Regions from separate parts of the Danio rerio genome. Here region 2 is linked to region 1. Evidence: chromatin contacts called from public Micro-C data. All regions are on one chromosome and are shown on one strand. Each heading gives the region's core, a stretch centred on a gene start, on an enhancer-like site or on the middle of the called end of the contact. The rest is flanking DNA. Distances are from core to core; before and after follow the strand shown. Region 1 holds the start of lta4h (leukotriene A4 hydrolase). Region 2 holds the start of cdk17 (cyclin dependent kinase 17).

Region 1 (7,123 bases), core at 870-3,369:
GCTTATTTTCCACTTATAATATGAAGAACATTGAAAATATATATATTTTCCAAAGTGCAAGTTATCCATTTATTTACAATATTTACATATTTTACATTTACATTTTTTTTAAGAAGCTTGTGCAGTTAGTTACAAGTAAAACATTCATTAGTTGACAAACTTCATATTCAAAATGTATAAATAATAAAAGAACACATAACTACTCTAAAATTATAATTACTCTGCTTCTCTGAATTTATACTGTATTGGCATTAAATCCATTCTTAATTGCATGTACAGTTGTCACCACAAATTATTCTTCAAAATAAATGAGCAGTTTCAGCGTTATGGATGTGACATTTGCAGTAAAAACTCAAAACATAATTTCACATAGAAAGTATGTTACCGATATATTTAAACATCAGCTTATATTTTCCAGAACAACTGACCAGAGTTATAGGACCAGAAAAATATTAATCTGTAAACATGTTCTGTACTTTAAATTAGGAAAATAAACATGCGTTAAGGATGTGACAAAAAAAAGTCTGCGGGTTTACAGTATACAACATACTTTGAAGAAATTCTGTGAATTAAACTGCACAATCCAAAAGAAACAATAATAATCAAAAGGATAAGAGTTGGCTCTCTATAAAACATCAATGATTGGGTTTATTTTATTGAACATTTTCACTTTTATGAGGAAAAAGTGTCGTTATGGATGTGACGTCTCTCCGTCATGGATGTGACAGATGTGAAATTGCCACTTGTATGACTTTGGTAAATCAAATAGAATAGTTTGAAAACATTGACAGATGCATTGTTGAGTATTTCTTAAGATAGAGGTAAAGTTGGTTTTATATTCACACATTAGTTTATTTAGAAGTCTCTGTATTGTTTACCATGTTACTTTGAATATTCAATTGAAATTAGCATGCAAGTGTGACTTGAAAACAACATTTACACTGTTTATTTGACTGTGAACAATGTTGTACTTTAATAGTCATTGGCTGCTAATATGATTTCACTATTTAGAGTTTGCAAATAATACTTTTATGAAATTATATTATTAAAGGGAAAGTCTGAATGTGCAAATATAAAACCAACTTTACCTCTATTTTCTTAAGTACTGTAAAATACTTGCTAACCCAAAAAACCCAGAAACGACTTCCGTATTTTTGTGAAAACTTAATTTTTTTATGACAAGGTTGACATTTGCACGCAATTACTCATATACTACTCTGCGTGCCTGAATTGATTTATATACAACTGTTTAATGTATATACAGTATTTAATGCAAGTATATTTAGGTAACTCCAATTAAATAATCTAAAAGTGACATGCAATCCCTTACTTTTCCAGCAGAAATATAATTATAGTAATTAGTTACTTGGTAAATACTTACACCCAACAAATTATAACTAAACAAACTTTACATTTATCTGAGAGCTTCAGTCAAATCTGTTAAACTCAGGTAAAAAGTCCATCAATATAATGTGGCAGATGCTAAACTCAAAGTTCAGGTGCAGTAAAACCACAGTACGTGACTAATAAACCCCATTAATGACGATAAAGATGCAATATAACAATCAAATCACTGCTCGTGCTGTTGCAAAAAGATGATGGTCATATTAAAGTATCAGATTCATAAACAATACAAAACGAAAACCCTCCAGGTCATCATATTACACTGCTGATATTATCATTACAGTATCACATTCGTGTAAATAAGTAACACGATCCTGATCAATCTAGCATTACTAGTATGATTGACTAGGCTATTTCTAAATAATCAACTCTAGCGATCTTAATTTGACTATTACTCAACTTGATTAGATTCTAGCACCTTATCAAAGTGACAAATAGATCATAAAAGCATACAGTGCATTGGATCGTACTCATTCAATATGTGTACTTGAGATGTATTGATTAAGGCAAGCAAACACGATGACAGCTTTTGATAAATCCGATGAAAAAAAAACTGTACCAGAGAAGAGAATTTATCCTCCAGGACCTCCACAGTCAGGGCGACTTTCCCTTTGAGCACATGCCTGTCAAAGTCGACATGGTAAATGAGGTTTAAGTGCTTGGTAGAGCACTTGGAGAGCGAGGAGAAGGAGCTAGGGTCTGAAACTGGAGTCATGGTTGAGCAGAGAGCACTCGGCTCGCGCTGCGAATGGATTTTAACCTACACGCATGTCACGTGACGCCGGCAGGGTGAACGGCATCATGGGAGTTGTAGTTGTGCTTTCTTCTCAGTGAGAACGATGAGTTGTTACCGTCCTCTTGTGGCTGAGGGTGTTTGTGCATGTTTAAAACCTAAACAGCGGAGCTCATGTAGTATGTTGGGATTTTGAGCATCAAAAAAAGAGTGCATTACAGATTTTTATTCTTATAAACATTTGTTTTCTATTCTGAGTAAAATATTATGACCTATAGGTAGGCCCACACAGAATCTGTTTAGTTTATTTAAGTTTATTTACTTGAGTAAATGTGTGTAAATCGATATTTATTTAGTTTTTAAACTAATTACAGTAATGCTATTGGCTAATATGCAAATGTCGATCTGATTTATGTACAATGCAGTTTGTAAAGTAATATTTTCTGTCTTTTAGTTGATATATTATATGAGAGACTTGCTTTGTTTACCAAATAAAGTGGATCTAATTGGATTTGCATTTTAAACATTGAATAAAAGTTGAAAAATATTTTTTTATTTCATATATTAAGGTTTTAGTTATGATACATCCAAAATATTTCTGCAGAAATCTGCAGATTTGTACCAAAATTATCCGCAGAAATAGCAAAAAATGTCAACAGATGCCGTCTCGCCCTACCTATAGGCTACTCATAGGTTTATAGGCTACTTTTTTAACATGATTTACAAAACACACATAGTAAAATTGCAGTTTATGTAACTAAGTTGTCAGGCATATTTAGAACAAAACTGTTTTGATTGCATTAACATATTGTACAAACTATCATATTTTGATGACAAATAATCATCAAAATAATCATCAAAACAGAACAACAAGTTCCATGTGTTGTGTCGGCTTTTTAAAGCATCAAATAAGGTTTATTTAGCAAATATAAAAAAAAAATATATATATATATATATTATATATATATATAAGATTTAATATTTTATGTAATATATAATAAATACATAATATACATATAATTAAATATTCTATATTTATATATAGAAAGATAATATATAATATAATACATTTTTAAATACAATATAATACATTTTTTTAAATATTGTTAAACTTTTTACCATGATTTACAAAAACATGTAGTAAAATTGCATTTAGTTTAGCGTTTGTAGGAGTTGTCAGGTATATTTAGAAGTAAAACAAACATATTTGATGGCATATTAAGAGATAGTTCACGGTGCAGTTGACAAATTAACTCATATTTTAATGAAGATCGAAATGTAATAAATATATATATATATAGATATATAAATGAATTACAATAGTTTAATAGTGGTGCAATGAAACATTACCAAGTCACAATGTCATATTGTAACATTGTTATATTATAGAATTCAGTTTTCATTTTACAACAATTATTCATTCATTCATTTTCTTTTCGACTTAGTCCCTTTATTAATCTGGGGTCGCCACAGTGGAATGAACCGCCAATTTATCAGGCATATGTTTTACACAGCGGATGCCCTTCCAGCTGCAACCCATCTCTGGGAAACAACCATACACACTCATTCACACTCATACACTACGGACAATTTAGTTTACCCAATTCACCTGTACCACATGTCTTTGAACTGTGGGGGAAATCGGAGCACCCGGAGGAAACTCACGCAAACGCGGGGAGAACATGCAAACTCCACACAGAAACCCCAACTGACCCAGCAGAGGCTCGAACCAGCAACCTTCTTGCTGTGAGGCGACAGCACTACCTACTGCACCACCGCGTCACCCTTTACAACAATTAATCTTCTATCATCATCCATCATCATAATGAACAATATTTTCTTTGACAGTTTTACTTCTATTATGATTTATTTTCATATTGATAAATATAAATAGTATACTAAAATTATCTTTTATTATTATTATTAATTAAATATATATTCTATACCCTAATTCAGCTTCTGTTATTATTAGGTTATTATTATTTTAATGTAGATTGCCAGATTTTTTTTAACTGTCATTTGTTTTTCCTCCACTAGATGGCAGATTATGAACAGACATTATAAAGAATCTCTGAGATCATAATTGTTTTCATATGCCTCTTAAAAACCCAGCATGTGAGCATCTCAAGTGGATCAATTCAGGACTAATCATTAAGATCAGCACTCTATTAGAGCACATTAAAATACAACAGAATTGTGTTGAAGAGGTTAAGAGAGAATTCTCATCATCTGAATGTGTGTTTTGAAGGATCCGGCTTCCTGTCAGTGGATTTCCCTCCAGGAAATCGGAAGATGGTTCCACCCCCCTGTGGAGCCTCATGCCACTCACTTACTGACAAAGATTTGTTTTTAAGTCATGCAGATATTATAGTAGACTTCTGTATACCTTTTATTATTTTAAGACAGTGGTTCTCAAACTGTGGTGGGACACGGGCTTACTTCTACTGGTCTGCAGAGGATCAATTCTGTCATAAGTACATGCTACATATTTAAAAATTTATCAAAAATGATTTATATATGAACGTTTTTACATATAGCATATATTTCCGAGGTCCAGGCAATATTATCAGGTGTTGATGAATTGGCCACTATATTTAAAAACATTTAAGTACAGCAGTTTTATTATCATTTTTTTTTTTTTACTTTTTAAGAACAGAACGCTAACATTTTTAACTTTTAAAAGCACAATTTAATATAAATGTTGACGTTATTAGTTTGTTTGTGTGTTTGTTTTACATATAAGCAAAGCACAGTGTTAATGTTCAGATTATTTATAATGTTAAAAGTGGCCGATAATAATAAATATTCTTAATAATAGGAAATAATCTACCACGTTTACGAACTGTACAGAGCTGTAGCTTCTTTACTGCACTAATTACTTTACTGTATTTCAATACTGCTCATTATAGTGGTGCTTGGAGAGACATTTGTTTTCTGAGGTGGTTTATTCATTTTCTTGTCAGCTTAGTCCCTTTATTAATCCGGGGTCGCCACAGTGGAATGAACCAACAACTCATCCAGCATGTTTTTACACAGCGAATGCCCTTCCCACAACCCATCTCTGAGAAACATCCACACACACACACACACACACTCATACAGTAGACAATTTAGCCTACCTGTACTGCATGTCTTTGGACTGTGGGGGAAGCCTGAGCACCCGGAGGAAACCCAAGCGAACGCAGGGAGAACATGCAAACTCCACACAGAAACGCCAACTGACCGTAGGCTTTAACCAGTGACCTTCTTGCTGTGAGGCGACAGCACTACCTACTGCGCCACTGCTTCGTCCTTTTTAAGGTGGTACTTGATGATAAAGGTTTGAGAACCACGTCTATTTATCTATCATCCGTCTGGCTATTTAACTATCTATTCATCTGTCTGTCTGTCTATCTTTCATCCATATCATCCATCCATCCATCCATCCATCCATCTATCTATCTATCTATCTATCTATCTATCTATCTATCTATCTATCTATCTATCTATCTATCTATCTATCTATCTATCTATCTATCTATCTATCATCTATCTATGTCTGTCTGTCTGTCCGTCTGTCTATCTATTTATCAAAACAAATGTATAGTAAATATGCAAAGAAAATGCAAAATATGCACAATTGTTTAAAAAAAAAAATAATATCAAATATAAAATTAATTAAATTAACATTGAAGTTCCGACAACTAACCTTTTTCTGTTTTGAAAACAACATCAAATGCCACAGTAAATTAATAACAAATAAAATACGGTCGCCTACACGGAAAAAGCCATGCACCTTCACTGAAAAAAAAAAGATTCATTGGATTTCCTTTTGTTTTTAGCTAAGTGGTTGCAAACAATTTATATGGGCTGAAATTAAACAAATTAAGTTGAACATTACTAAAAAATAGTTTGTTTAAATGCAACCCAAACCAACTGTGTGCAACCACTTACCTTAAAACTCCAATGGATCATCCTTTCAGTGTTCTTCATAGGATGACCTACTTATTTTTTTTTTCCACACAGTTTTTTCCAGGGTTAATAAAGTAAGGGGGACATTTTCTAGCAATCTGATCACCAAGCGTTAGAAATCACACACATACACACACACACACACATACACCGCAAAATGTGTGCGAAGGAAGGAACACGGGCTCCTCCCGGCGGGTCCCGGGCAGGAAGAGGGTGACGTCAGTGCGCTCCTCTCGCTGCAGATTCGGGTTACAGTATAGCCTATGCTGAGTGTGTGTGTATGTGTGTGTGCGTCCGCATCCGCGTGTGTGCTCGTGTTCCTGAATGTCGGATGGTGGCTAGAGGAGGAAAAGCGTGTTTACACAGACGGGCCGAGCGCCTGGGGAATCGCGCACGGCGAGAGGAAGTGAGCCGGCTCGCTGTCTGCCTGCTGCAACTTCCTGCTCACAGAGAGAGAGAGAGAAAGAGTGAGTGAGTGAGAGAGAGAGAGAAAACAGTCGGGATCCCATTACAGTCCGACTGAGAGCTGCCGAGACGGCCGACAGCATGGAAAAACAGCGCATTATACGGAATTCTTATTAATAAAGTGAAAAGGGAGCCCGAGCATTACGCAGAGGTACGTGAATAACCCATTCGCGCTATCCGATCGCTTTTTACGCGTTTTAAAAATGTACTATTGATTCACAATAACAAGTAAAAGGAAGAGCGCTTTCAAAGTACAGGACTGAAACTTGATATCCAGAAAAAAAGAATGAAGCTTCCCTTATGCGGGAGTGTTTACAAGTGATGTTTAACACTTTGGGGTAACTGAATGGATCTGTTTTAGCGATAACAAACACCTCAAGTGTCCACCGTTCCCGTTACTCACGCGCAATTTACGCACGGTTTACGCACGACTGGGGAAAGTTTGAATACCTGTTGAGCTCACGATTTGGCGATGCGCGTTTCTAACATTTTCCTGGTCGCACATTCGGTGCTAGAAAGGCTCGAATTTGGCTACTGCCACTTTAAACGCACTAGTAGAGTTTCTGGTTT
Region 2 (6,750 bases), core at 683-3,182, 140 kb after region 1:
TTAGTTTTCTAGGACAACAGTAGCAGAACATATATCTAAAGGTGTCATTTTAAATTGTAATAAAGTCAGTGTTTTTAAAACAAACGAAGAAAGCAGAAGTCTATTATTCATTTGAATTATTCAGCCTGACATGTTTACTGCTCCAAAATACTACAAATGTTTCCTAAAATAAAGTATATTGTGTTCAAAGGGGGAAAAAGTTGTTGTTTTTTACTTAGACACTTAAAAAGAGCATATATCAGAGCGGTAATCACAATACCGTGAAACCCTGATATTTTATCTATAAGGTTATCATACTGTCAGAATGTTTTAGCGGCCCATATCTAGATAGATACAAGTAATACAATAATATTAAAAAGTTCTGTTTTTAATTAATACTACAAATTTTATTGTGTAACTGATCAAATGCATTACTGTATATTAATTCATACTGTTCAATTACATGCTATTTTACACAGAAAGTATATTAAATGCAGATAAAGTGCTTCATATAACTTTTACTTTTTGAGAACAAAAAAAAAGACGTCAAATTTAGGTTCAGCATTGCAGTCATATTAAAAAAATGAAACAACATGCCTATTTGGATGATTAATTATTAAATACATACACTCATACGCAGTCAAACTACATTTTATATTTTAAATTGACTTAAATTAGAAATCAAAACACTGTCCAAATCAAGAAAACATATGAGATATAGAGTCAGAGTATAAAGATTTAAATAGACAGTTAGTTGGTGTTTGCACTGTGATCCATTATATTCGCCTGAAAACATTTCTGATGCAGGCATATCAAACATGCGCATAGAAATCCCCATTATCTAAACTAAAACAACACATACTTTCACTAACTTTTGGAAACTTTTCCAGGGAATTACCATTTTAGCTGTAACAACTTGATTAAGTAAGGAGGCAACTGTCTGTCAGTGTTTGCTTGCAGTGAATTGATCTGCATAACTGCTTCAACAGAAAGCACACATTGTAACAGGATGACTGATTTTAGTCTTATGATTCAACTTTAAGGATAAAGGCAAACTAAAACAGAAACATTTTACAATAATATTGTATTAGTTAATGTATTAACTAAAATTGACAATATGTTTATTACATCTTAACTAACGTTAATGAAAACACAGTGGCTCAAGCTGAAAGTGAGTTAACTAAACATTCATGAGTTTTATTTTTAATAATGCATTATTTTAATGTTGATCTATGATTAATAAATGCTATACTGGTTCTCTATTAGCTCAAGTTAGTAAATACGTCAACTAATAAAACATTAGTGCAAAGTGTGACCAACAAAACTACAAAAACAAACCTACAAAGCCTGTCAGGATGGGTTATTCAACCAGGTGGTGGAACTCGTTGCTAGTCAAAGCTTAAACAAACACTTCAAAACGGTTTGGCTTTTCTTTTATAACCAAACCAAACACACACAGTATTTGAAAACAACATTCAGCTCTTGTTGACAAAACAACCGTCGACTCAACAACATTTAACCAGATTACTCAAAACATCGCGGATTTGTTTGATAGACGCGCAACAGACAAACATAACATTAGCTTCGCGTCCACCTTCCGCGAAAGTGCAGACGGTCGCCGGATGGAAAAACTCACCAGAGACGGTAAACGTTGTTCGGTCGCGAGTCCCTGCCCTCGCCTGCTTCTCGGAGGCCGGATGCCGTCTTTTCCACTCTCCGCCAACACACACAAACACAAGTCGCCTTTCCGACGAAAAACACACAGCCTCACCCCACTTAAATCGGCCAAACTTGCGCTGATATCCTCAGTTTAACGGGTCCGTAGGTGCTTCGCGTGCGGTTCACTATGGCGATCGTTTCCCTGTAGCGCAGCGCACGGTGACGGAGCTCGAGGCCGGGAGGGGTGCCGCTGCTGCCCGTCTACTGACGCCTCCGCCTAGGGGTGACATCGGAGGAAGAGGAAAACCTTCTCGCACAATTATTTAAACATCGCAGCAAGCTGTGACTTGATAAACAGCGCTATCTGCTGGTATCTGTTCGGTTTCTTATATGTAAGCCCATCATAGACTAGATTTCCGCAGATTTTGAGCCCATCATTGAGACTATTTGTGCAATAGTGTGTGTAAATTTATATTTATTCAGTTTTTAAATGATTTCAGTAATGTTATTGTTGTTTAATATGAAAATGTATATTATTACCAAAACAGTTTATAAAATGTTCTGTCATTTTTGCTTTGTTTACCAAATAAGTGCATCTAAATTAATTTGCATTATAAACATTAAATAATAGCTTTTAAAAAGTATTTTTTTATTTAATATATTAAGTTTTTAGTTATGATATCCCAAAATCATTCTGCATAAATTTGCAGATTTTTTCCAAAATTCTCAGCAGAAATAGCAAAAAATGTCCGCAGATTCTCCTTGGCCCTACTTATATGTTATGGAATATGGTTTTGTTTTGTTTTATTTATTTCAATTAGACTTTGAGTCTGTAATAAAGTTTAAATCAATGAATGAACGCTTGTGGGTGATGTGGCGTAGTGGTTAGGTGTAAATCTTGTGAACTTGGAAATGTTGTACTTCTGTCAACAGCTGTAAAAATTTGTTACTGTAATATAATAAACTAAAAATGATGTGTTAAAAAAGTGAAAACTAATTCTGTCGAGTTGTTTATTCCTGGTGCTTCATTCCGCTATGGTGCCCCAGCTTAATAAAGGGACTAAGCTGAAATGAAAATTAATGAATGAATGATGTATAACCCTTAGAAGATTAAGATATTTGTAACCCTGCAGCTGTAAGTTGAGATTTATAGGCGACATTATTTGAAAGCTGAATATAAAAGCTTTCAAGTGTTTTGGTTTGTTGGGAAATGAAAATATTTAGCCAAGATACAAGCACATGAAAATCTGGAATCTGAGGGCTCAAGAAAATCAACCTTTAAAGTTGTTCAAATCATGTTTTTAGCAGTGCACATTACTAATCAGAAATTGAGTTTTGATCTGTTTACAGTAGGGAAATGTACATAATATCTTCATACAAAAACAGGATATTTACTTGATTTTCTAATGAATTTTGGCACAAAAGAAAACAGATATCTTTTTGACCTTTTACTTTCTATTTCCAAAGAAATACCTGTAAGGCAAGGATTTATTATTTATAGCACATTTTCTACACAACAGTAATTCAAAGTGCTTTACATATACAAGAATAAAAGAAACATCAAATACATCAAGTATAAGAAATAATCAAAACTTCCACAAATGATCAAAATGTTCCTTCCAAAAAGTCTTGATCACAGCAACCAGAGTTAAAAAATGATTAAAAACCCCGAACAAAGAATACAAAATGATTAAATCAGGTTAAAATGTGTTTAAAATGGTTTAAATTGAACCAGGGAAAAAAGAAATAACGAAAGGCAGAAATGGTCATTTCTAGCTGAATATGGACCATATTGCTACATTTTACACATGTTTTACACATGTATTACTATATGTTTTATTATATTCATTAATGTGAGAGTATGCTCCCCAAACACCGTATAAGATCTGAAAAAAAAAAGAATAAATGTTGTACGGATAATCACAACCATAAATAATTTACATTTAATATTTTATATGGCCTCTTTGATAGTTCCTGCTTATTATAATTTCATTTTTCTTTCAATATATTTATTAAGACATACTCCTTTTTGCAACATGATCTTTAATTACTTGGTTAGAATAGTTCCAATTTACATTTTGCAAATTAGAGAAATCTATCATCAGAGGAAATATAGTGGGCACTGGAAAAGTATATAAAAAAGAAAAGATATGTTAACTGTTAAACTCAGTGTTCCTGACAATTTTCTTGGGAGTATCATTCATGGTATATTAGTTTTAAAAGGCATTTTTATATGCAGTAAAGATTTTAAAATGTATAATGGAAAATAATGAATGAGGAAATGCATAATGGGACAGTAGTGAAAGTGAAGTCATGTCCAGTTGTGTAACTGTATTTCTGACTCACGACGGTTGCTAATAAGTACCGTAGCTGCAAATCTTGGAAATTTTCTTTGTTGAAACTAGTTTAGGACTCTCCTAAAATTCTCAACAGGTTATTCTCAATTTTCATGCACATTAAATAAATGAATTGCATGAAATCAACTTATCATACAGCTTTGGAAATATTTAGAGACCACTTTATTCAGTATGAATAAAATATTAATATTTGTTTTAAAGGTCTGTTGACATTTATTATAAATATTAAATACCAATATTGACATTTGAAGCTTTATTTTCTTTTGAAAAATGAAAATCGATAAGACTTTCATTTATTGTGACTTATTCATTCATTATCGTCCCTTATTTAACAGGTGTCGCCAAAGCGGAATTAACCGCCAACTATTCCAGCATGTTTTACCTTGTGAATGCCGTTCAAGTTGCAACCCAGTATTGCAAAACACCCATACACTCTCAGATTCACACACTCACTCACACTACAGCCAATTTAGGCCATCCAATGCACCTATTGTGCATGTCTTTGGACTGTGGGGGAAACCGGAGCACTCGGAGGAAACCCATGCCAACACGGGGAAAACAGGCAGACTCCTCACAGAAATGCCAACTGACCTAGCCGGGACTCGAACCAACAAACTTCTTGCTGTTAGGCGATCGTAACTATTGAGCTCGAAATAAGAGTTACCGCAAGCTTATTCCATCAAATATTCATTCTAAACCCTTAAAAAATAAAACATTAGTACTGTGATAAAAAATGTTTGAGGGCAATTGCATAATCAATTTTTTTATTTTGAGTTTTTTTATAATAAAAAAAATATATATATATTATATAACTATAAATTTAAAATCCAGAGAAACTGTGAGTTTTATTGCTAACATAAATAAATCCACAATTTTTAAATCTTTTTCACACAGCAGAAAAACTCAGACCGAGAATTCTGACACAATACAGTCAGTTTTGTACAGGATGTTCTCTGTAACTGTCATGACTCATTTTCTTGAAAGTCATTTTGAAATAGAATTTTTTCTAATACTAAGTAATTCAAACTACAGGAATTCATTTATAAGAAGAAAGCAGAAAAAGAAGAACTCTTTCAGTCATGTCTTGCGTTATTCAGTTTCCACACCAATGCTACTTTAAAGCTGCGGTGAGTGTGAGGAAACTTACTTTCAGCTAAAGACAGAAACCACTCTCACTACAAGTAATAAATAATAAAACAATAGCAAATGAAAAACCTCTGCTCTAAAGTAAGTTGTAGAGTGAAGGAATATATGTAGTATTTATATTTGCATTGCATTATATGGACTAAAAACTCACCGTGCGTTATCTAAAATGTACTTTGTATTGGTTGATATACACTGTACATAACATATGTTAATTTACAGCTCCTATAATAAAGTTTTTTCTGTTTATTTACAGTTGTAAAATGCATTATGGGATGTTAATCTCTGCTCTGTCGACTTTTGATGTTGAAAAATCAACTCTACAGATTAACAAAGTGACTTTTATTGACATTTTTGTAGTTTGAAATGTAATAAAAGAAATAATATAACAGAAAATGTTCTGGCAGCTTATTACAAGGTTTTTGTAGCGTAATATACAACACCAAATCAGACAATACACATTAAAAAATGTTCATAAAAGACACTTTTTCGAACTTTTCAAGGTTAAAAGTTGTCGGAGGAAAGATCAAGGTGTCATAAAGCTATTCAAATGCATAAATAAAAATAAATAAATAAAAACATGGATCACAAAATATGGAAAACTGCAAGTTTACAGATATGTTTTAGCGTATATTATTATTGTAATATAGCATATAGAATTCATGATGGTTGCTAAGAAATACTGTAGCTGCAAGTTTTGGAAATTTTCTTTGTTGAAACTAGTTTAGGACTCTCCTACAATTGTCAACAGGTTATTCTCAATATTCATGCACATACGTAAATAAATGAAGTGCATGAAATCAACTTATCATACAGCTTTAGAAATATTTAGAGATCACTTTATTCAGTATGAGTTTGAATAAAATATTAATATTTGTTTTAAAGGTCTGTTGACATTTATTATAAATAATAAATACCAATTTTGACATTTGAAGCTTCATTTTCTTTTGAAAAATGAAAATCGATAAGATTTTTATTTATTGTTACTTATTCATTCATTAATTTTCCTTTGGTGTAGTCCCTTATTTATCAGGTATCTCCACAGCGGAATTAACTGCCAACTATTCCAGCATGTTTTACATCGTGAATGCCGTTGCAGTTGCAACCCAGTATTGCAAAACACCCATACACTCTCACATTCACACACTCACTCACACTTCAGCCAATTTAGGCCATCCAATTCACCTATTGTGCATGTCTTTGGACTGTGGGGGAAACCGGAGCACTCGGAGGAAACCCATGCCAACACGGGGAAAACAGGCAGACTCCTCACAGAAATGCCAACTGACCTAGTCGGGACTCGAACCAACAAACTTCTTGCTGTTAGGCGATCGTAACTATTGAGCTCGAAATAAGAGTTACCGCAAGCTTATTCCATCAAATATTCATTCTAAACTCTTAGAAAATAAAACATTAGTACTGTGATAAAAAATGTTTGAGGGCAATTACATAATCAATTTTTTTATTTTGAGTTTTTTATAATTAAAAAAAAAAATAAATAAAAATATATATTATATAACTATAAATTTAAAATCCAGAGAAACTGTGAGTTTTATTGCTAACATAAATAAATCCACAATTTATAAATCTTTTTCACACAGCACAAAAACTC

What was found. A called contact is a pair of places that touch in the nucleus more often than the background predicts.
Region 2: a Micro-C map of caudal fin shows a contact between it and region 1, with 3 times the contacts expected there. The contact joins the promoter of cdk17 here to the promoter of lta4h in region 1. A contact is called at or near these places in 3 of 18 Hi-C or Micro-C datasets (caudal fin, hematopoietic stem cells and an unstated tissue) and 1 of 4 datasets of contacts at active chromatin or transcription factors (embryo).

The regions. Positions count from the first base shown.
Region 1 is chr4:8,154,768-8,161,890 of GRCz12tu, forward strand. It overlaps lta4h (leukotriene A4 hydrolase), which reads right to left and starts at 2,120. Exons shown (of 19, transcript NM_213286.1): 1 at 1,964-2,120. The coding sequence starts at 2,119. The region is part of intron 2 of LOC141381591 (a long non-coding RNA gene); the gene reads right to left. It also overlaps a transcript of elk3 not described here.
Region 2 is chr4:8,293,961-8,300,710 of GRCz12tu, forward strand. cdk17 (cyclin dependent kinase 17) reads right to left here and starts at 1,933. Exons shown (of 17, transcript NM_001201357.1): 1 at 1,616-1,933. All of the region lies in intron 2 of LOC141381591 (a long non-coding RNA gene), which reads right to left.